6 separate regions of the Mus musculus genome follow, and regions 1, 2, 4, 5 and 6 are each linked to region 3. Evidence: chromatin contacts called from public Hi-C and promoter capture Hi-C data. All regions are on one chromosome and are shown on one strand. The core of a region is the stretch at or near the end of the contact, and the rest is flanking DNA. Distances in the headings are between cores, read along the strand shown. Region 1 holds the start of Ppp2r5e (protein phosphatase 2, regulatory subunit B', epsilon). Region 2 holds the start of Gphn (gephyrin). Region 3 holds the start of Churc1 (churchill domain containing 1). Region 4 holds the start of Sgpp1 (sphingosine-1-phosphate phosphatase 1). Region 5 holds the start of Wdr89 (WD repeat domain 89). Region 6 holds the start of Mpp5 (membrane protein, palmitoylated 5 (MAGUK p55 subfamily member 5)).

The links. Promoter capture Hi-C pulls out the DNA fragments that hold promoters and counts their contacts. A called contact is a pair of places that touch in the nucleus more often than the background predicts.
Region 1: a contact with region 3 is called in a promoter capture Hi-C map of pre-B cells, with 4 times the contacts expected there. The contact joins the promoter of Ppp2r5e here to the promoter of Churc1 in region 3. A contact is called at or near these places in 2 of 39 promoter capture datasets (hippocampal neurons and pre-B cells), 2 of 484 Hi-C or Micro-C datasets (B cells and pre-B cells) and 2 of 115 datasets of contacts at active chromatin or transcription factors (microglia and thymic regulatory T cells).
Region 2: a promoter capture Hi-C map of pre-B cells shows a contact between it and region 3, with 3 times the contacts expected there. The contact joins the promoter of Gphn here to the promoter of Churc1 in region 3. A contact is called at or near these places in 3 of 39 promoter capture datasets (hippocampal neurons, liver and pre-B cells).
Region 4: a contact with region 3 is called in a promoter capture Hi-C map of pre-B cells, with 2.7 times the contacts expected there. The contact joins the promoter of Sgpp1 here to the promoter of Churc1 in region 3. A contact is called at or near these places in 3 of 39 promoter capture datasets (the C10 cell line, hippocampal neurons and pre-B cells) and 1 of 115 datasets of contacts at active chromatin or transcription factors (embryonic limb bud).
Region 5: a Hi-C map of B cells shows a contact between it and region 3, with 9 read pairs. The contact joins the promoter of Wdr89 here to the promoter of Churc1 in region 3. A contact is called at or near these places in 3 of 39 promoter capture datasets (the C10 cell line, hippocampal neurons and pre-B cells) and 1 of 484 Hi-C or Micro-C datasets (B cells).
Region 6: a Hi-C map of CD8 T cells shows a contact between it and region 3, with 9 times the contacts expected there. The contact joins the promoter of Mpp5 here to the promoter of Churc1 in region 3. A contact is called at or near these places in 1 of 39 promoter capture datasets (pre-B cells), 2 of 484 Hi-C or Micro-C datasets (B cells and CD8 T cells) and 1 of 115 datasets of contacts at active chromatin or transcription factors (stem cell-derived neural progenitor cells).

What each region holds. Positions count from the first base shown.
Region 1 is chr12:75,594,055-75,597,957 of GRCm38.p6, forward strand. It overlaps Ppp2r5e (protein phosphatase 2, regulatory subunit B', epsilon), which reads right to left and starts at 2,178. Exons shown (of 14, transcript NM_012024.3): 1 at 1,581-2,178.
Region 2 is chr12:78,225,070-78,228,912 of GRCm38.p6, forward strand. Gphn (gephyrin) reads left to right here and starts at 1,586. Exons shown (of 23, transcript NM_145965.2): 1 at 1,586-1,772. The coding sequence starts at 1,709.
Region 3 is chr12:76,763,372-76,766,976 of GRCm38.p6, forward strand. Churc1 (churchill domain containing 1) reads left to right here and starts at 2,167. Exons shown (of 4, transcript NM_206534.2): 1 at 2,167-2,267. The coding sequence starts at 2,229.
Region 4 is chr12:75,733,534-75,737,152 of GRCm38.p6, forward strand. It overlaps Sgpp1 (sphingosine-1-phosphate phosphatase 1), which reads right to left and starts at 2,196. Exons shown (of 3, transcript NM_030750.3): 1 at 1,380-2,196. The coding sequence starts at 2,030.
Region 5 is chr12:75,667,535-75,671,023 of GRCm38.p6, forward strand. Wdr89 (WD repeat domain 89) reads right to left here and starts at 2,003. Exons shown (of 2, transcript NM_028203.1): 1 at 1,938-2,003. It overlaps Gm34717 (a long non-coding RNA gene), which reads left to right and starts at 2,191. Exons shown (of 3, transcript XR_381697.2): 1 at 2,191-2,547.
Region 6 is chr12:78,746,609-78,750,282 of GRCm38.p6, forward strand. It overlaps Mpp5 (membrane protein, palmitoylated 5 (MAGUK p55 subfamily member 5)), which reads left to right and starts at 2,339. Exons shown (of 15, transcript NM_019579.3): 1 at 2,339-2,498.

The DNA of each region.
Region 1 (3,903 bases), core at 928-3,427, 1.2 Mb before region 3:
ATGAGCGGAGCCACCTCAGTATCCGACAGCACCATGATTACTCTAAGTATAATCCTACTGGCACCATCTAAGCAGGACTTTTGGTGCAATGTGCCATGCTGTGCTTGCTGTTACAAGCCACCACCTTGCACATGAGGACAGGCTAGATTACTTGAATGAGAACGCACAAAAGGCACGATTACAACTATTTCAAATTTTTTAAATAAAGCCATCTTAAGTTATTAAAGTTTGATAAACAAAACTAAGATAAACTCCAATGCAAAGTTGAACTGAAAACATAACTTCACAGCCTCCCAAGATGAAGTTGAGTTTAAGTTCAAATATTGTGCTACATGAAACCAACAGAACTGACTGAATATCATTCTGCAATTATTTAATCTTCGAAATTATTCAAAGGAAGGACAGATGCTAAAAGTCCCAAGCATTGAGCTTAGACTCCTTCACCAAACTAAACAGACGCCAGTACCATTCAGGTGCTACTGAGGCTCCATGCAAGATTAATGGCAGACAAGATCGACAGAATGCATATGATGCAGTGCTCAGGCTCAGTTCCTCAAGTGTCATACCGACACCTAAGACAAATGCTTTTTTTTAACTTCCACAAAGAGTAAGATAGCTGCCTTCCCAATGTGTTATGATTAAACAGTCATCTGCATTACCTGGATTCAACTAAAATAGCATAGACTTTGGAGAGGGGAGGACAATATTAAGGTTAATTTGGGATTTTGAGGACTTCGTGATTCTTTCATTAGAAAGTTATTTTCTTTTAACTCTAATTTGGCTTGAAATATAATGTGACATATAAAAAACGGAATAATAAATTATAAATACTATCGAAAATGTCAGACCTCAGCAAGAAGTTCCACATCGCACTGGTATGCTGTAAATTTAGGGACGAATATTACAATTTCATCTGGGAATTATTTAGATTTCACTCTAACCCTAGCAACACAGATTTCTGTAAGCCTCGTTCCCCCCATCCCTCATTCTGTCTCTATTTCTCTTCTCTCATCTCTAACGATGATCTATAGGCAGCTTTCTTTTTCATCATTTGCCTCTTATGCGCGCAGCTCTGAATAAAATGTCAAGGATCTCAACTCAAAGCATTGCAGAAATGATGGTAACAGCGGGGTCCCTGCAAAGCCCAGGGAAACAGGTTTCACCTGGGCCACTGCACCCAAAGCGTTAGCATTCTCTAAAGAGCACACTACTGGGGCTTTTCCAAGGGGGAGGTATGAAAACAGGGAAGTGGCCTGTTTGTCTGCAGGTATGTTCACATAAACCCCAAGCCCTGGAGAAGCTGCGCGGCCACGGAATCTTCCTCCCTGCTCCCCCGCCCCCGCCGGGGGGGGGGCAAGAAAACGCCTCAAAAGAGGGAGGAAAAGGAGCCGGCGAGGCCGAGGAGAAGAGAGGTGCTGGCCTCCAAAGCCTCTGCAGGTAGATCAGACAAGTGGGCCGGGCGCTTGCTCCCGCTCCCCCCACCCCGCCGCACCCCTCAGCTGCCTGGGCCCGGCCTTCCCGAGCCCGCCGCTCCGCGGGTTCCCCGGGAGGCAAGCCGCGGGACCCGAAGCTGAAGTTACCTTGAAGCTCCTGGGAAAGAATCGGAAGATGATCTGTGGCTGCGCGGAGTGGGCTGCGAGCTAGGGGCCGCGGCGGGGGCGGGCGACGGCCCGGGACGCACGGGGGGAGGTCCAGGCAGCGGCGGAGAGCCCCGGGCTACTACGGCCGTCCGGGGCGACGTCCCTCCGGTTCCGCGGTAGCGGCAGTGTTTCTAGGCCTCTCGGCTGGCCCCTAACCTCAGCGCTCCGGCAGTGGCAGCGGCGGCCTCACGAGCCTCCCCCGCGGGCCCGTCCCATCAAATCGGCACCGACCCGGTTGCGGCGCGGCCGGTGGCTCTTCGTTCACATTCCCGGCGGGCGGCGCCTCTGCTCGTTGCACCGGACCCGGCGGCGGTGGTGGCGGCGGCGGCGGCGGCGGCGACGCGGGGAGGGGGAGGAGGGAGGAAGCCTGGATTTGCAGCGGCAGCAAGCGCGGGAGTCGGGAGGAAGAGTTGGAGCCGCCTGAGCCGCCGCTGCCAGAGCCGCCGTTCGCTACCCGCGCAGGGTCCCCGTCAATGCCCCTTTCTCTCTCCTATTGTCAATATCACCGGGCGGCTGAGTCCATGGCACAGGCGCAACCGAACCTCCTGGCTAGCAGAGCCCGCCTCCGACGCCCGCCCACTGGAGACTTCAAACGGGAAGCGAGACTTCATTGGCCGGCGCGCGCCTTCACTCCCAGGCCAGCACGTTCGGCTGAGAGCTGGTCGGGGATTGGCGGCGCGGGGGGGCGGGGAAACAGGAGGGTGTGAAGGGACGGGGCCCTCGATTGGGCGAGGCGCGGGGGACCCGGATGCTACCGTGAGCTCGGGCGACCGGGCCGCCGTTTCCGCCAGGGCGCCTGAAGTGGGGGTACTGCGGCGTCTGCTAGGCCTGAGGAGAGCTCGGCGGGCGCGCCCGAGACTGGAGCTTCCGCCAGGCGGAACCCTGTGGACCGCGAGCGTCTTCACCCGGGTATCCGAAGGCCACAGGGCGGCCGTCCTGGTGCCTCACGGTTCAGCCCGCAAGCCCCACTCCGCACGGAACCCACGGCCCCCTGAGCCCTGTGTAAACGCGGCCATGGAAGCCGGCAGAAAAATACCCCAGTGGCTGTCCTTCGCTCAACTCGTGGGAGGCCTGGCCACCGGTTGGACTCTCACCTGGTCCCCCCAAAAGCCAGTTCTGAATATCAGCTCTCTGATGCCCCTGCCAGGCTCGGCGGGGGCCCGCGCTCCGGGAGTTAATGCAGATGGCAACTCTGCAGTCTCCCATTCAGAATACCCGCATTCGCCCTTTCAGGACTCCGAAATACCCAGCCCCCAACTCGACAGATTTTAATTGATAGTTTGAGTCTGAGTTTAAACAGAAGACTTACCTCTATCTAGAACGAGGACGAAAATACATACATGTTTTTGCATCATTGGTGAACCCTAGGCCAAATGGTACGTTTCCAAAGAATATTCTTAGACCATCAATCAATTTGAATGCAGGCTACGTACAATAGTTAAAAGAAGAAAAAAATACTAACTACAAAGATCAAACTACCAGCTGCTCAAAATTTGGAAATCTGGGAGGGGAAATACAGGAGAAATAATATTATAATCCATAAACCCAAAATAACCAGTCATTTTGATGTAGTTTTAGTATTATATTTCATATATGTATATACACACAAGTATATATATATATATGTATATATATATGTATGTATACATACATACACACATGTATGTATATTCTTTTTCAAACTCAAAATGCTTCATCCTGTAGCCGAGTTTTTCCTCTCAGTATCATGTCATGTTCTGTACAGTTAAGGAATATACATTTATAAAGCTCTCTGTATCATACCCACAAGTGCTAACCATGCGTTTGCGTTTCTGGTTTGTTGCAAATTTCTATCCTGTTGGGTAGAAAAATAATTCTGTACTATGAAAGAGAATGTTACTGCCCTGAACTGAAATGGGAAAGATGGCTTATACGAAAGCAGACCCCAGAAGACTGGCTGCTGACTGACTGACTGAGTGGCCATTTTTACCCTAATAAAGTTCATTGCCCCATGCTGCAGAATTATATGGAATTCCAGTCTGGTTCCTGGCTTCAAGTAACTTATATTTCCATACTTCAGTCTTTAGAAATGTTTAATATCCTAGCCAAGCAGAGCATGTTTCTTCAACGTCTGATTGGTAAATGCAAAATTAAAACCAAGAAAGATTTTGAAGCCAACTCAATTTCCCTTGGCAACAGTTGAACCGTTAAAAAGTAGTGCACGTTTGAAATGCTCACAGCTGTTGCTTAGAACATTTCACATTTTGTAGAGTGAGGATTTTGC
Region 2 (3,843 bases), core at 336-2,835, 1.5 Mb after region 3:
CATATAGAATTTGCATGTACCACATAGACTATAATAGACTTGAAAGCTTATGATGTAATCAACAATTTTTATTTCATCTTTAGTTTGAGATAAGTGACACATTTGGGCATACTTTCTCAGCAATCTCCCTCTTTTTGAGACCAGTTAGAACTTGTTTTGCCACTAGGATCTTTGGTAGTAATTATGGGAGGTGAGTTCATGATCTGGCTTACAAATTTAATCCACTGCCAGAAATACTAGTATACATATCTTCAAAAACGAATTATTTTATCCTTTCTCAACTCCACCCATCATTTCCTTTGTCCTCTTATATAAAGGCACAATGTGAATCTTTAGTGAATAGAATGAGTAATGCTATGTTCTTACTGGAACAATACAAACCGCACATAACCATATAATTGAGATTTTAGACTAAGAGCAGATTATTAAACAGTTTTGATACTTTTTTTGTTGTTGTTTTGCTTTTAGGTTTTACTATGGTGAACAAATGAGAAAACATACACACACTTAAGCCAGAAAAGGATATTTAGCAAACCTACACAAAATAGAGGTGGCTAATAACACTTTATGAAAGACACAGAACTAAATGACCACATTTTCAGAGTAATTCCATATTCCAGAAACACTGAAACTTAAATGTCACAGCATCTAGGGGACGACAGAGAGAGAGAGAGAGAGAGAGAGAGAGAGAGAGAGAGAGAGAGAGAGAGGAATCTCCACTCCACGTGCCCTGCTGCAGACACATAAGCTCCGTCTACGACGTCTGTGGTAGGCTGTCACCGAGCGGGGCCAAAGCGAAGTCAGAGGGAGCATTGACTGCAGGTCACAGCTGGGGCGGCACAGGGTAACCTATCTCTGCCCGAGAGGGGACTCTCGTCACAGCGGCCACCGTTCTGCCACCCATGCCGCTTCCTTAAGCCACCTCTAGGTTCTCCGGTGCCTTCAGAGGAGGTGAGCCCACCTCGCTGCCGCACCTGGTCCGGAGTGGCTCCATCGCGGGCAGAGCCGGCCGGCCTGAGGCGGCGGAAAACTGACGAGGCTGCCGGCTCGGCGGGGGATTGCTTCTGTCTGGGGCCCGCCGAGGCTGCGTTCGTGCCTCGCGCGCACCCGCACCGCGTCCGCCCAGCCAATCCCGCGCTACTCGCGCGCCCAGGAACGTTCCTTGGGTCCCACTCTAGGCTGGGCCGGCTCCTTCCCGCTCCCGGCACTCCGCAGCCAAGCTCGCACTCCTCCCCTCACTCTCCACGAGTTGCACGCCTCGGGGTGTAGCTCCGCCCCTGTCCCCGAGTCCGCCCCCGCAACCTCCAGAGCGTGTGCTCCCTTTTCCCCCTCTCAGTCTCTTGCCATCCAGGCGTCTTGGGTCTCACTCCGCAGAGCCTCTGGGTCTCGCCGGCCTTGCCCCGCCGCCTCCGCGCTCTGTCTTCCGCGAGGCCGCCGCTACTCCCACCCCGGGATCGCTTCCTCCCGGCCGGACTCGGGGTCGCGCGGCCCGACTCCGCCCCCTCCGCGGACCCGCGCGCTCCTGGCGCGGCCTCTCCCCCCCACCCCACGCAGGCCACCGGGCGCTCGGCCCCCTCCTTCCCGCTCGCCTCGCGCTCCCCGGGCGCCCTCGCTCTCGCGCTCTCCAAGGCAAGCGCGCTCCCGGCCGGCGCGCTCCGGGCTCCGGCTTCTCCTGGCTCCTGTCAGTGCGGTGACTGCGCTGGGAAACATGGCGACCGAGGGAATGATCCTCACCAACCACGACCATCAAATCCGTGTCGGAGTCCTCACAGGTAACGGGGGGAGGAGGTCCGGGGGAGCCGCAACGGCTACTATCCGCGACTTGCTGGAGGTTTCTCGCCCGCGGTGGTGCTTCCCTGCGGCCTCGGGAAGAGGGCAGGCTGAGGAGGGGGACCGGGGGGTGTATTTTACAACCGCTGAGAGCTGCTGAGGATTCGGGTGTTCCCGTGTGCTCCCCGGGGGAGCTGGGGCAGGCACGGTGGGGTGTCAGGCCCCGGAGCCCTAGCAGCCAAAGTCTCTGGCCCCCGGGGACCGAGGGGCCGGTGCGGCGGGCGCTGCGGGGCTCCGCGCTGCCGGTGCGGGCGGCGGGATTCCTGCTCCGCAGTCTGAAGCACGCTGCTCGGGGTTGGCCGGGCGCCTCCTCCACTAAAGCTCTTCCGAGAGGGGGGAATCCCATCTCCACCCCCTTTTCTCCCCTCCCCCCCCACCCGGCGGCCCCATGGCACCTGCCTGACAGGACTCGGGGTTCGGCAGGCGAACTCTGCTCCGCCTCTGCTGCCCCTTCGCCGGCCGGCTGTCCCCTCTGCAGACGACGGGACACTCCTCACCTCCCCCGGGAGCCGGGTGCTAGGCTCTAGTCCGGACCCCGGAAAGTGCCTTCCTTCTGCCTTTCCTAGCACAGGGCCCTCCCTCTCTGTCTGCCTCTTCTCCTCCGCGAGGACCGGCTGCTTCCCGTGGCCGGGAGAGCCAGCCTTTTTTTTTTTTTTTTTTCCCTTGAGAAGGAAGGATTTCCCTCTGTCGGGTTCTTTTCTCCCCCTCCCTTTTGGGACACCCCCCCCCTCCCATTCTCACTCCCCGGTGGATGGTCCTGAGGCTGGTGAGGAGCGCACTTTTCCCGGGTCGCGTTTCCCTCCCTCGCGGAAGTCGTGTGTGCTCTGCATGTCTGATTCCGTTGCGTTGTATTTGGGTGATATCCCTGAGTTTGGAGATAGACAGTTGCTGCAGGGCACGACTTCCAAGATGAATTGCAAACCTATTTGTAGGGGTTTCGGCTGAGGTTCTGTAGTTGGCATGGTTCAAGTGTAATTGAACGGAGAAGCGGGGGTTAAAGAATTTATATTTGGAGTCTGAGGCTTACTGTGGAGTAAAGGAAATCCAAGACTTAGTGATGTGGTTTCAGAAAAAGAAGCTATGTAGAAGGGAATCCTAGTGTCTTCCCTATTTCATTTAAATTTTTTTTCTTGTAGAATTCTGACAGGTTGAGATGATGCCCGGGAAGGAACTAAATTGAATGAAACTTGCTTTCATTATAAAGTAGAAACAAATCTTTGATTCTGCCAGTAGATACCGACTACAGTGTTTAATTTAGCTGCTGACTTTTATGAAAAGAGGATACCCCTGCTTTTGTTTCCCATTTTTAGTAACTGGGCTTCCTTTCCATGATGCATATTTGCAGATGTTAGTAGCATTTTATTGAATTTTTCCGAATCAACGCCTCTGGAGTAAAGAAACTGATCTAAATCAGTTGCAGGGAAGGACACCCCCCCCCAATCAGAATATGCAGATGGAGTGCATCTTTCCCTGCAGCAACTGTTTCCTTGTATGAAAACTCAGTTGTAGCTTACAATTCCTAGATTTGATCGTGTTGATTTTTTAAAAGAATCTGACAGTGTGGTGTAAGTGTTCACACCCTTTACCACCGTTAACTTTTAATTTTGGCCATGTTTTTTGAAAATTAATAGATAAGTGAAAGTGAAATTTTATAGAAACAAAAATATGTCAGCTGTCTGTAGAAATCGAAAGGCCCTAGATGTTTAAAATTTAAGCTGAATGGTTTGTTTTTGAAGAGCATGCTTTGTTGACTCTTACCCTGTATTTTTACTTAGTTAATTATTTTATTTTGGTCAATTGACAGCAATAGGTGTTTCACACAGTGGTTCTGAAGATACAGCTCTTGTCTATGCTCTGATAGGGATAACACTGATAAGTGATCAGTTGAAAAATGTATCATTACTATATAAAAGTTGTCTAAATATATTGCCTGTGAATTTTGGGCATAGATGCTAAGGGGATTCTGTGTTCAAATTGATTAACAGAAAATGTGATTACCTGAAAGAAAAATTT
Region 3 (3,605 bases), core at 917-3,416:
CTCTTTTCTCTATATGATCCTATTCCCACATACACATTTATTTCCACACACACATACTAGTGACTACTGATGTGTTTATAAAATGATAAAGAGAGGTGGGGTATGTTCTATGGAGGCATAGAAAGGGGTGTCTCTGTGGGCCCAGGCTGAGGCATCCCTTCCCCCTGAGGGACCAGCCACAGGACCATATAGTATAGAATAGAGTTTATTCAGGGCATGGGGAGGGGAGTCAAGAGGGTAGTAGAGGCAGAGAAAGGCAGAGAAAGAAAGAGTAGAGAAGTAGAGGGGTAGAGACCAGCCATGAGCATGTGGAGAGAGAGGGGAAGAATGGTCGAGAAGACAGAGCAGGGGCAGGAAGACAGGAGCAAGAGAGTGAAGAGGTGGGCAAGCAGCCCCTTTTATAGTGAGTCAGGCACACCTGGCTGTTGCCAGGTAACTATGGGGTGGAGCTTAGAATGCTAACAACTACATTCTGGGTATCATGGAGAACAGCTTTTTTTTCCTTCCTGAGGGTGTATTACCTTACTTAATATTATAAGTCCACTCATTTTCCTACAAATTTTGTGATTTCATTTTTTTTCTTTAGAACTGAATAGTATTTTTTTTCCTGTGTAGCCCTGGTTGTCCTGGAACTCTATCTATAGACCAGGTTGGCCTAAACTGCACAGAGTTTGGCCAGCCTCTGCCTCCCGAGTGTTGGTACTAATGTCATGTGCACCACTGCCCAGCTCCATTTTTTATATAGAGAGATTTTTCATTTTACTTTTATCTGTTGACAGACAACTAGGTTGATCTTAATTCTTGGTAGAGTAAATAAATCAGGAATAAACACAGGGGTGTAAATATTCCTATGTGTTCTGGGTAAATGCCCAGGAATAGAATAACAGGTTCATATGGTGATTCTAGTTTTAACTTTTTGAGTAGTCACCAAACTGATTCTACAATGTCTGTATTTTAATTTGCACTCCCACCAACAGTGACTAACAGTTCCTTTCTCTCCACATCCTTCCCAGCATTTGTCATCAGATTTATTGATGAGAGCCATTCCGACAGGGGTGAGAGGGTATCTAAAAAATAATTTTAATTTGCACTTCCCTGATGTTTGAGGACAATGAACACTTATTGGCCATGTTTTGTTTTTTTTTTTAATTTTGAAAAGTGTCTATTCAATTCATTTGCCCATTTATTGACTGGCAGTTTTGTTTCCTTGGTATTTAGTTTCTGCAATTCTTATAAATTCTGGATATTTGCCTCTTGTTTGAAATATGGCTGGTAAAGATGTTTCCCATGCTGAGGACTGTTTTTTTCTGCTAATTGTGTCCTTTGCTGAATAGAAACTTTTCGTGTAGTCCGTTGATACTAAGGGTTAGTTTCTGTTAGTGTTAGTGTTCCTGTGCTAATTAAAAAGTTCTTGTCCAAAGCAGTGTCTTTTTTAAAAAATTTACTTTTATTTTATGCACATTGCCTGCATGTGTGTTTGTGTTAGGGTGTCAGATCTTGGAGTTACAGACAGTTGTGAGCTGCCATGTGAGTTCTGGGAAGTGAAATTGGGTCCTCTGGAAGAGCATTCAGTGTTCCTAATGGCTAAGCCATCTCTCCAGCCCCTCCAACCCAATATCTTGACAACTATCCCCTATGTTTTCTTCTGGAAGTTTCAGTGTTTCCTGTTTTAGATAATGGGTTTTGATCCATTTTTGAATTGATTTTTGTACAAGGCGTATGATAAGAATCTAATTTAAATAATTTAGTAGGTTCTCGACAGCGCTCTAAGCTTCTCTTCCCAAACACCAGCTTACTCCTTCTCTGAAGTCTGATCTCTTATCTGTTATTATAGCACAAAATGGTATTTAAACTGTCATTTCAGGTTTTTTGAGTCTGGTAAAAATGGAGGCAAGAAGAAACAATTCCCCTTTTTGCTGTACTTCTGTAATTCTTTTTTAATCAGAATTCAAGAAGGCGCCTATTAGAAGTTCTTTCAGGCTCAAAGCCTCTTCCTCTTTTCGACACTTCTTTGAGTCCTCAGATCTTTTCAATACCTGAAGATTTTTGAGTCCAGTCCTCGGTGCACCCTCCTTACCCGGAGACCGCCTAACAACCGTTGCTATGGGCGGAGACTTTTAGCCAGCTGTGGAGTCCTTAGATCGTGTGCGACAAAATCGATATCTCAACTCTCGCGAGGTTTCGCCTTCCGGGTGTCGCTGGGGTCGTTCTCCGAAAACTGCGTGACGATGTGTGGGGACTGTGTGGAGAAGGAGTACCCCAATCGGGTGAGCAAGTGGGCGCGAAGAGCCTCTCGCAGGCTCGGTGTTCGACCGATATTCCTAGACAGGCCAGGGGCCCACTCTGCAGTCCTGTCACCCCAGTGACCCTGAGTACCGGCCGCAGGTTCCCTCTGGTGGCTGACGTCAGCGGTCCTTCCGGTTCTGTTGCTGGGGACAACGGGGAACCCTCAAAATTACCTACCCACCCAAATTGACAGCAGCCTCTGAGGCCCTGACGCGATCCCGGCTTCATCCTCCAGCTCGACTTGATGGAATTCTTTTTACCTCATTCTGTCGCTGAATGAACGTATGAGGTCATTTTAAAATCCACCTTTTTTGAGACAGGTTTTGTGTAGCCCAGGCTGGTTTCGAACTCTCTATGTACCCGAGGAGGATTTTGTTTGACTTTGATCCTCCTTCCACATACCTCTTGAACGCTGGCATTACAAGCGCGCGCCACTGGGCTCAATTTAGAAAATGTTAGGGATGGAAGTGAGAGCTTGGTGCGGAGGCAAGCTTGCCACCGACTGAGCTACACTTCCAGCCTCTGGTTCTAACCCACGTTTGAAGATGGCAGAACTGGTCCCCAGAGAGGACCTATCACCTGCCCAAGTATGAGAGCCGAGACTAGATTGTGATCTCCCTCTCCGCCTCGTCCCGTTCTCTTTTCCTTGCGCCTTCCCTTTCCCCTTCCCTTCTTAGCACTGAGGCCTGACCCCAGCATGTGTCCCTACCAGGCAAGCACTCTGCCAACAGAACTATACCCCCTGCTCTTATTTTAAGCCTTTGCGCCTCTCGGGCTTAGGAGGTTTTGAGGCTTGGCTCTTACTGTTCTTTCAGGGAATCACTACTGCACGTTGATGTGTGTAGAGAGTGCTTGGCTGCTCTGTGAAGGAGTGACTGCCAAGGCTCTGGGGCTGCTTCTGGGCTTGCAATTTGGGGGCATAGGATTGACAGGCTGCTGTTTAAACGTAGTGAAAAGGAAGATTGAGCAGGAATGGGGCTGCGGTGTTCTCCTTCCACATAAGGTGGGTTTGGACGATGATTTAGAGGAGGAAGGATCTGCAGGACAATAGCAAGATGAAGGACCCTTGAGTTGGCTGGGAGGGAAAACATCCTCATAGTTCTTTCTCTTAATAGTTTGTGAGTGATGGGCACACACCTCTAATCCCAGCACTGGGGAGACAGAGGCAAGCAGATCTCCAAGTTCAAGGCCAGCCTGGTCTATAGAGCTAGTTTGAGGACAGCTAGAGCTACACTGAGAAACCCTGTCTTGAAAAAACAACAAAAACCCCACAAAAAGAAAACTTCTTTTTTGAGTTATATGTAAGTCTTTTGAGATTG
Region 4 (3,619 bases), core at 946-3,445, 1.0 Mb before region 3:
AGCCCATCAGAGAAGAGACAGTAGAAAGTCCCCCATCAGTAAGACAAACAGCAGCACACAGTCACAGTAAACAGCATGCCGAACACATTGACAATCTCACTTTCTGGAATAATTAGATCAGATGGGAATTTTTAGATATTTTTTTTCCACCCCAAACAGGCAACACTGTTTTTACAATCCAAATGTGACCATGTATCACCAGGGGTTAAATAAGAAAAGAACTTTCTATCTTAGTCTCCCCTCCTAATTCCGTCATTCTTCCTGGGTCCATGCCTGATTTCTGTTACTGTAAAACAGATGAATTGCACAGTAGAGAGGGCCTGGGATGATACTGGCAACATTTACCCATACTGAAACTCAACGTGGGTTAAGTAAGCCTATAATGGAGTTTTACAGCACAGTTGGCATTTCTCAATCTTGTGCAATAAAAGGGAGTTAAAAAAAAAGATAATGAGTTTTCCTAGATTCTCCAAAACCGATGCACTTTATTCTTAAGAGTCTGGTCCGAAAGACTAACAAATCATACAATTTAAGACAGATAAAGCAAGACCAGTAGACAAATATATTTTGCTTCTGTGTGAAAGATAATTAAATTGTAAACTCAAGTATCACTTGCAAACAAACCCTAGGAAGCTCAAATTAGGGAAGCCCCAAAACGCAGGCAAATTAAAAAAATGACTACCATTAAAAACTCTTGATGGACAAATTGCCCCCGATGTCAAACGCCATTATAACCAATCCAGCTCCTCGGAAGGCAAAGCCTATAACTGCAGGGTTACAGTTACCGCCATAGTAACAGTGTAGCAACTAACAACTGGTTCTCCAGACCAGAGACAGAAGTGAAGTGTCTTAACAGACCTGCAGTCAATCCTTTACGACGAACTCATCTAGATTCTGTTCCTTTACCTTTCGGCTTTTTTTCTTAACTGTCATTACTTTAGTGCTTGGAATGTGCCTGTGCCGAAATTATACTACTGTTTTGAAAACACTCTTTAATTTTACATTGTAAACACCATGTATTGCAGTGAAACCGGGTCTCAGTTACCAAGTGTTTCATTTTAAGTACACTGAATCACCACTGTGCATCAGACGAACTAAGTTTAAAAACTCAGTCTAAGCTCAAGGATTCAATGCACGAAAAGTGTTTCCTTGGGGGGTGGGGGTCTAAGAAACTATACCCAACTGTATTAAAATACAGTTTAGTGTTTAAGAACCGTCATCAGTTAATTTTCTAGAACTCTGACAGGACCTGCGTGGGTACTGTGAGAACCTGTGGGTTGGGGTTTTGGACGGGAAGAGGCAAATTTTTAAAAAAAGGGGAAAAAGAAAGTTCAGAAAGCACTGGAAACTCGACCGTGGAGCTGAGGGGCACAGCGTACCTGCCAGCGGCCATAGGTGAGCAGGAACATGGCGATGGGGATGGCGGTGCCTGACATGGCATGCGTGGAGGGCATGCTGTATTCCGAGTTGTAGAAGACCTCCAGCTTGATGACAGGCGGCGAGGCCGGCCGTGGCCAGCGGATGATGTCCTTGGTGCACTGGCCCAGGTACATGACCAGCACCCAGATGATCACCAGCCTCCGGCCCACAAAGGGGTCGAGATTCCAGATCCAGAAGGGGAAGAATAAGATGTAGAAGAGCTCGTTGCCCAGTTCCGTGCCTAAGCAGAACAGGTAGTAGAGCGGCAAGTTGCTCACTTTGACCAGCTCGCCCTCCTCGCCCGTCAACGAGTTGCGGCGCTGCGAGCCCGCGCGGCGGGGCCCGGTCGGGCCCGGCTCGGCCGCCAGCCCGTTGCGCACGCCGTTCGGGGCACCGCAGCAGTCCGCCTTGGCGGGGCTGTCCTCAGCGCCCGGCTGCCGTCCCCGTCGCCGGGGTTCTCCCGGGGCTCCGCGAACCTCGGTCTCTGCATCCTCGTCCGCCGCCGGGCTGCTGAGCGGCACCTCCACCCCACACAGACGCTGGAAGCTCGCCACCCGCTGCGGCTCCTGCAGACGGCTGGCCAGCAGAGCCAGCCGCTGCCCCAGGGACATGGTCGCGGGCCACTCGGGAATTGATCCGGCCACGCGCTCCTCGCCAGCCACAGCCGCCACGGTGCCTAGCTCGACTCGCTCGAGGCTGCCGGCGACCGCGCCAACAGGCCGCAGCGGCCGCCGCGCGCGCCCTGCGCCCCGCGCGCCCCTCCCCTGGCGCGCTCACGGAGGCCCGCGCCGCGCGCGCAGCCCGGAGCTGTCGCCGAAGCCCCGCCTCCCGGTGCTCCTGGTTGCTGTGCGAAGAACAGTGCGGGTCTAGGCAGGGCTGGTGACCCAGGAGCTGCCCGCGGCTTTTATTAGCCTGGAATCAATTGGGGCGTGATGAATGGAGGCAAAGTAACCGCCGCGAAACCGGAATCGTCCGACTCACGCCATTAATTAGCAACTAATTTCAGAGCTGTCTCGGATGGTTGATGTCCGGAAAGCCACGTGCCAATTGACCAGCGGTGGCAAGATTAGAAAACCGTAGATAATCCAGGACAGAGCCTGGGTATGTGATCGCTGACACAGCTGTGGTCTGCAAAGGAAAAGCCAGTCACCTACCAAGTAAAATCTGACTGTCACTCATCACATACGTCTCTTAAGCGAATTTAGGTGTAAAATTTCCTTAATAAATTCTAGCACTTAGCAAGATTGCTCAGAACACATAGTTAGTGGGAGAATGTAGCGTGGAGAATTCTGAGGGTATTTTTTGTTTTGTCTTTTATCGTTTTCTTTTTGTGAGTTTCGGGTTTGTTTTTTTGTTTGTTTGTTTTTTTGTTTTTGTTTTTGTTTTGTTGTTGTTGTTTGTTTTGTTTTGTTTTTGTTTTTGAACCAGGGTATATCATTTAGCCGAGATTGGCCTCAGCCTTGCTATGTAGTTAAGGCTAGCCCTGAACTGTTGATCCTTCTGGTGAAGCCCCCCAAGACTCGGGGTTACTGGGGCACCATGCCAGGTTTGAACTTGGAATCTGATAGGCTGAACTAGAATCTTAACAGGATTGTCTTGCAAGTCACAAACTTGACTTTAACTTCTAGATGGATCCGATTTTATTAAAAGATTTCAAAGTTTTAATTCCAGGAAGTTATTTTCAGTCAAGGCAAACGAATGTCTATAATTAAAGACTGAACTACTTCCAAGAAAGAGGCTGGAAAATGCTCCATGCTGGTAAGCCATGAGAAATAGTTTCATTTCCCAAGAAAGATTGCTTCCCAGCTCCTCCTATTCCACTTGCTGCAGTCATAAAGAGGATTGCCTCGAGTCCCTGGCCCTGGAATTGCTGAGGTTGGAAAGGTTGAGGGAGCACAGACGAATCCCAGCGCTTGGAGGCTGACATGGGAAGATTTGGAGTTTGAGGACAGCTGGGGCTTCATAACAAGATACTGTATCAAAATAAGTAAAAGCGTTTACAGCCTAGGAAAGCAGACAAGCATGAGAAAAGGAATACTGGGCCTGAAGAATGGTATACAAAGTAACCATGGTTTGCTATGGGTGTCTCTTCTTAGCCAGCAAGCAGGAAGCTCTGAGTTTGGGCCCAGCAGAACATACACAGAGTAGTGTTATTAGTTGATGTTTCTGAATAATAAAGACCATTATTAGCATTTGGCAA
Region 5 (3,489 bases), core at 753-3,252, 1.1 Mb before region 3:
CAAAAAGCTAACCCCAGCACTCGGGAGGCAGAGGCAGGTGGATTTCTGAGTTCAAGGCCACCCTGGTCTACAAAGTGAGTTCCAGGACAGCCAGGGCTATACAGAGATACCCTGTCTCAAAAAACAAAACAAAAAAACAACAAAAAGCAATGTCTTAAGCTGGATGTGAGACACTGGCCTTTAACCCCAACATGCAGGAGGCAGAGGCAGGTGGATCTGTGAGTTCAAAGCTAGCCTAAATTCTAGGTCAGCCAAAGCTACATAGGTTGAAGCCCTGCCTCAAAAACAACAAGAAAGATACACACATACACACACACAAAACACACAATGTTTTCAGTTCTATTTATAATAAATAGAAGGTGCAGTTCGGTTGATGTGAAAGCCTATAATTCCAGCACTTGAGAGAACACCAAGTTCTCTAAGTTTAAGGCTAGCCTAGTTTACAAAGTGAGCTCTAGGACCACCAGAACCTCACAGAAACCCTGACTCCAAAACCCCAAACCAACCAACCAACCCAAACCAACCAACCCTGAAAGTTGCAGAAAACAGTCAAGATTTTAAACAAAGGTGGACACGAAAGAAACCTCAACAGTCACAGGGGCTGACTTACTTTTGCCCTGTTCTATAAAATCTAAGGTAAAAAGACGAGCTAGACACTTCTCACTTCTGCTCTCTAGATAGTACTGTCCTGACCCCAAGATAGGCGGGTAAGTAGTCAACACAGAGGTATCTCACACTTACATTGTTAACTAGGCTGCATGATTTTGTGGTCTTTAAACAAGAAGCAGAAACAGGTATGGTTGATACCAATAACATAGACTATAAGTCCACATCTTCACTGAATTATCACAACACTGAGAAGCAATTTGGCACGGACCATGCACTTTTTAACAACCTGATGATTGCAAAGCAAAGTTAGGAAGTAGACCTTTAGACTGATGCCTTCCTACCAGTTCATCTTACTTGGATAATAACCAATTAACTGGTTTCCTGGTACACTGTTTAGGATTTTAAAATAATTTCTTTTTTCTTTCCTTTTCTTTTTTTGTTTTTTCAAGACAGGGTTTCTCTGTGTAGCCCTGGCTGTTCTGGAACTCACTCTGTAGACCAGGCTGGCCTCGAACTCAGAAATCCGCCTGCCTCTGCCTCCCAAGTGCTGGGATCAAAGGCGTGTGCCACCACTGCCCGGCTTTAAAACAATTTCAAGTTAGGAAAGAAAACAGGAGCGTTTTACTAGTTGTACTATCTTTAATTTTACATTTGTGGAAGCTGAATTCCCTCAATTTAAGTTGTCAGAGTTAGCCTAAATGAGACATTTCACAAAAATAAGATGCTGCCAGCACTGCCTCTTGGGTGGTTTTCGTTGTGAATTAGGTTTGTGTGTGTGTGTGTGTGTGTGCATGACAAAGTTTTCCCAAGAAGCACTGGTTAGCTGGAAACTCAAAGAGATCCTCTTGCCTCTACCTCCCTCCCAGTCAGTACTGGGATCCCCGGTGTGCTTCACCACACCCGACCAGCACCTAGCTCGGTGGACAGCTGTGTGGCCTAGATGACACCACACACGTAAGGAACTTAGCCTAGTAGCCTGCATCACAGCACATACTGTACGACTTGGCTCCGCGTACCAAATGAAAAAATCTGCTTTTTGATGTGGAAAAAGGCCGGAGCCAGGAGGTGGGTGTGGGATGAGTGAGAGGAAGGGCAGGCAAGAGCGAGCAGGGACCTACCCACCCTTCCTCGAAACTGAAGCAGAGACCTTCGGGTGGCATGGACCCCACATCCTGGCATACAGAGACCCACGCGGTCCCTGCGCATGCACGTGCTCCCTCTCACACCACCCGCTCCCCTTCTGCGCTCCCCGCCCAGGGCTCTCCACGCGCGTGCCACCCAGTGGCCGCCGGTCGAGAGAGCTGCCCGCCCTGCCCAGCAGAAAGTACCTCCGCAGCAAACCCCACACTGGAGCTGGAGAAAACGCACGCTCTGCCCACGGCCGGCTGGAACTCCGCCCTCCGGCTCTGATTGGGTAAAAATATAGAGGAAGCTGAAGCGGATTGGTCCATAGCACAGAGGCCGGACCATAACCAGCGGGCTCTTCTGAAGCGGGAGCCGCGCGCCTTTGCTTGCTACCTTCCGATTGGACGAGGGCAGAAGGTCTGCGCATGCGTAACTCGGTCTACGGACCACGCCATACAACACCTCCCTCTAGGTCAGGTTAACGGAAGTCCCTGGGACCCAGCTTCCTGGACGTGTGGCCAATAAAAGGCAAGATCGTCACCGATTCCGCCTTTTCATGCGGATGTGGCTTTGCAGTTTCTTCCAGCACTTCTTCCGCTTCCTCGGACTCGGGTGTAAAGTTATTTCGCGGACCAGAGGAGTGGGGCTGAGGCAGGATTTCGTGGATCTGAAATAACCACACGTGATCACAAAGCCTAGCTATACAGGCGGGTTTGAACGAGCAGTATCCGGCCTTCACTCCAGCATGGCTATGACTCAAGGTTGACAGGAGCGCAATTACAAAATCTGGAGGTAGTTTTGCCTCGGCCCCAGGTAACTCTGGGAATTGAAGTCCATAATGGTCAGGTCCTGTCTCATCTGTCCTATTTTGATGTTGCTTTTAAACTTTAGTTTGATACAGGGCTGATGTTCCAACTGTAGTGGAGACATGACATCTGGCCCTACCAATAGGGGAATGAGCTCTGTCCTTGAACACCAAGAAGCCCTGAATCTAGTTTAGGTGGACTCTACCCTCTTTTCATTATAGATGAATACCTGTGGTATAACAACCATGAGACCGCGTTTTCCAGTGTAAACAATTCAGAAAATACGTACTTGGTTAAGCGATAATGCAAACAAGCCAGATTGTCCCTGGAAATACATTCGGCTGGGACTCGTGAAATTAACGTGCTGTGTATACCCACAGGAATCTGAATAAGGGGAACTAACTAGGGGATATATCTTGGTGCTGTTAAAAGGTATCCTTCCCCTGGAAATCCCCCCAAGGTGAGTTTAGGTTGGTCCCATTTACAGCTAGTAGAGTTGGAGATAGAGATTATTGTTTGATTAGTTGCAGTTTCTAATTAATATCGGTCTTGGTGTCATGGCATAGCCAGGAGTCCTGACCTACAGTGGGTTAAGAATGGTTAGGGAACTGACATACTCTTTTCATATCCTGAACACTGAGATGCTGGCTTCCACTGCCTTCTGGACCTTTATCTATGAAGTTACTAAAGGGAATTCCTGGGGGAAATTGGAGTTGGGAGCTTGCCATCCTAGGGGGCTTGTAACCTGACCCCCCGGGGTTTTGGTCTTTGCCATGCCCTGATCTTTATATCACAGGTAGTGATGGTTCTTATTTTAGGACTATGAAGGGATCCGTGTAACCCGGAGAGGACTCAGTTTTGCTATCCAACCAAGAACAATGGCTTTCGGGGAAGGGGCATCAACTGCAGCCATAGTGCTGGACCCAGGGATGCGCTTCTCCCCAGGAGC
Region 6 (3,674 bases), core at 1,089-3,588, 2.0 Mb after region 3:
AAGCCCTCTTAAGTTACAAATGAGAAAATTTAAGTCCAGGAAGGCTTGTTGCACATCCACATAATAGCACTCTCATCACTTTGCCTGCAGTTTTTATACTTTCTGCTCTTTCAGGTACCCATTTTTGCATACAAGGCCAGTAATTAGTGTGATATTGGGGTTCTGGAAAATGTTCTATTTACCAAAGAATAGGTTTCATATTTGCCACAATCTTCTCTTTTTAAAAATAAAAAGTTTATATTCTATACTTAGGATATAAAATAATAAAAATTTCCTGTACTTTATAAAGGAATCTCCCATATTTCCAGAGTAGCAGCTGCCCCATTGCTTCACACTAATAGTGATTGATCATTTTATCAGAGTGGAGCCTACAAGAGGAAAACCTAAGCAACTGGGGAAGCAAGGCAAGGTAGTTACCCGGCAGGGGTGTTCATTAGGGAAGAAATGTTTTGGAAAGCTGTCTGGATGGGGCTATTGGAAGGTATGAAGAGAAATGCTTTCTAGGAGCCTGGAAAGATAAGTGTTAAGAATGTTTGGTGCTCTTGAGGAGGAAATGGGTTCAGTTCCTAGCACCCAAATGGTGAATTGTAATTGTCTGCAGTCTGAGACTCAGGGAATCCAAAGATCTCTGCCTCACCAAACACCAGGCAATAGGTAACACATACACATAAATGCAGGCAAATATGCATATACACAAAATAAAAAACAAATACATCTTTTAAAAAAGAACACCCTCCCACCCTTTGGCTATATCTGTAAACATCTTTTGTCACTTTTGGAAAGGGAGATGTGCCTGGAATCTAAGGGACAGAAACTATTTTGTCAAACACATTATCATGCACAGAACAGTCCTCACAACAAGAGTAAGCTAGCTTTATGTCAACATTTCCAAAAAGGGGGTGGGGTGGGGGAACCACTTTTTAAAAAAGGAACTAGAGTACTTGTTACCTAATGTCTTATGCATTAAAAAAAAAAAAGGTAGAAAGGAATGTCAACACTCACTAACCTTTTGTGTGTGGCTAACAGTGTCTAGGAATTCTGGAGACAGTCCACTTGCAGTTCACAAATTCTCACTTCTTTGTGAAGATGAACTAAGCAGACAGTTCAGTTACATATATTTGGAAGTTGTCCGTCTGTACTCAAAGTCCACTGAGGTATGTTTGACAGAAGGAAAGAGGTCTTTAGTGGTATGTAAAAAAGTCCTGTCCTTGGCTCTGCCTTACTAACACCAATAAACAACGTTAAGTACTTAATAAAATGTCAGTAAGATTTGAATTTGATGATCCAGGAAGAGAAGGATTTCGCCCTCCCCCCACCCCCCAAAAAAAGTTGTGCTTACTTCAGAGGGCATAGTATTCCTTGGGGACACTAACAACCCATAAGAGGAAAAAGGTAGGTAGGAGCCTGGGTATATTGGGAATGGTGCTTAAAAACCACGGTGGGAGGAAATAAAGACATGATTAATTGCATATACGAAGGCACAGAGGGACAGTTGTCTACGACATGTGCCCCTGAGAAAACTCAACAGGCTGAAGCAATGGATTTAGGTCCAGCAGAAGAGGTTTCTACATAGAACATATTTCTGTTTGCTCCAAATCCAGTTCCTCGCGCACACTTTCATAGCACTTTCCGTGCCCACCCTTCCCAGATGGTGGCATAGGTGTGTCCTGACAGCATGGACTCGCGCTGGGACTAGCCTAAGTAACTCCCAATCCTCTCCGGAGAATTCTGTGACAACTGTGGCCTTTGACATCCTTCCTGGTTTTCAGAAAGGAGTCGTCTGTGGAATCAGGGAATTGTGTGGAACTTTATACACAACCAGGTGTTGGCGTCACGGTTGTTTTGAGCATTAGCATTTTTGATGTGCCTGACAGGACAACAGGGGTCTCTTCCAAGGGAATCGGATTTTTCTCAGGAGATGACCGCTTCCCAGGCCCCGTCGAGCCTTAGCGGCTTCCGAGTCCGTCTCAGGGAAGCACGGCGACCCCACACAGAGGCGAGGAGGTGGGCTGAGGCAGCGAAGCGACTCAGCGGTTAGAACGAACGCTTCGCAGTTCGAGGCGGGTGAGTGCGCGCGGCCGAGCCCCCGGGAGGCGGGGGGGGGGAAGAGCGGACCAATCAGCGGGCCCTCTCCCCACGCGCGCTCAGGATTGGACGATCCGTTCCAGCCTCTCTCCGGGCCGTGGGCGGGCCGCGCCAGGAACGGCCTGGGATAGGCGCGCCCGCTGCGCCAGCGTCCCAGGGGCGCGTGCGCGGTCTCGCGTCAGCCGCGGGGGCCGGTCTCGCGCGGCCTCGAGGAGGAGTTGCTGGCGACGGCGGCGACGGAGGAGGCTGGCGGTGAGGAGGGGGCGGGGACTGGAGACTCCGAGGTGGGAGGAATCGGGAGTTTCTGGATTCTTTATCCAGTGTTTTGAGGGCCGCCAGACGGAGGGCTGTTGCTTGGGCTGCGTTGAGGAGCGAGGGAGGGAGAGAGGATCGGCGGCCGCCGGGGCTTGGAGGTAAGGGGCGGACCCGCAGCGCCCGGGCTGTGGCGATCTTAATCAACAGGTTCCCGGGAGCGCGGCGGGGGAGGGGCGGCGGGGCTCGCACCCCCTCCCAGACCCGCCGCACCGCCAGGGTTCCCTGGGGAGAGCCCCAGGCTGAGCCGGGCGCCGCGGTGGCAGCCCAACCTTTGTCCCTCGGAGGGACGCTCCCCGCGCGATGCCGGTTGGTTCCCTGGGCCGGGGGGTGGGGGTGGGGGGGACGCACCTTGGCGCGGTGGCGGGCCACCCCGCCGGACTTGCCGGGGGCACGGCAGGGAGTCGTCTCGCTGCGCCCAGGCCCGGAGTTCGCGAGTCTCTGGGACTCTTCCCTCACCCCACCCCTGGCCGGATCGGGGAACCAGCCTGGGAAACACTTTCCCGTGGAAGACGGAATGCAGCCAGCGTTCCGGTGCCTGAGTCAGCCCCTGGTGTTCTGCTACTCATTGCGTTCTGCGGATAAACAGTTCCTGCTTCCTTGTGACCACTGCTAAAGAGTAGTGCGTTCTCAGAACTTAGACGGAGATTGTCCGGTGAACTTTGAAGCCTGTAAATGCTTGGTAGAGCTACTTTCAATGAATGCCGCTCGGAACGATCCTTATTGTAAATTACGTAACTGACTAAGGATAGCTCTCTCCTTCTGTCCAGCTGACTGACACACAGTAATGTGTGTGGAATTTAGATTCGGCCGAAAAGTTTTCCATGACACTTTACTCTAAAATGAATGCAGCACCTACGAGGGTTTTTACTTAGTGTGTTGTGTCTAATTTAGAGTTTCAAGAGTTTAAATTCTGAAAGCCAGTGTAGCAAGAATTCTAAAGTTTTGATTTAGCGGATAAGGTGGAAGGTATTTCTGGTTTTAATAAGGCACTGTAATGTTTTAATGATACTATTCTAATTATCCTTTTAAATTATGCCAGAAATTAATAACTTGTTAACTTTTGCAACAGTAACAAATTATGTGGTGTGCTGGTGTCTTTGAAGTATAGGTATTGGTGGGAATGAACACTATCCTTTCTTGACGAGCTGTTTCTATAGTATTTCTGTGGACACGATTTCTTGTTTTAAAGATCATTCTAAACTGTAATAGCAGGCTTACATTAAAATTTAAAGAGCTTTATAAGTAAAAAAGACAAAGATATCAAAAGAGATTCA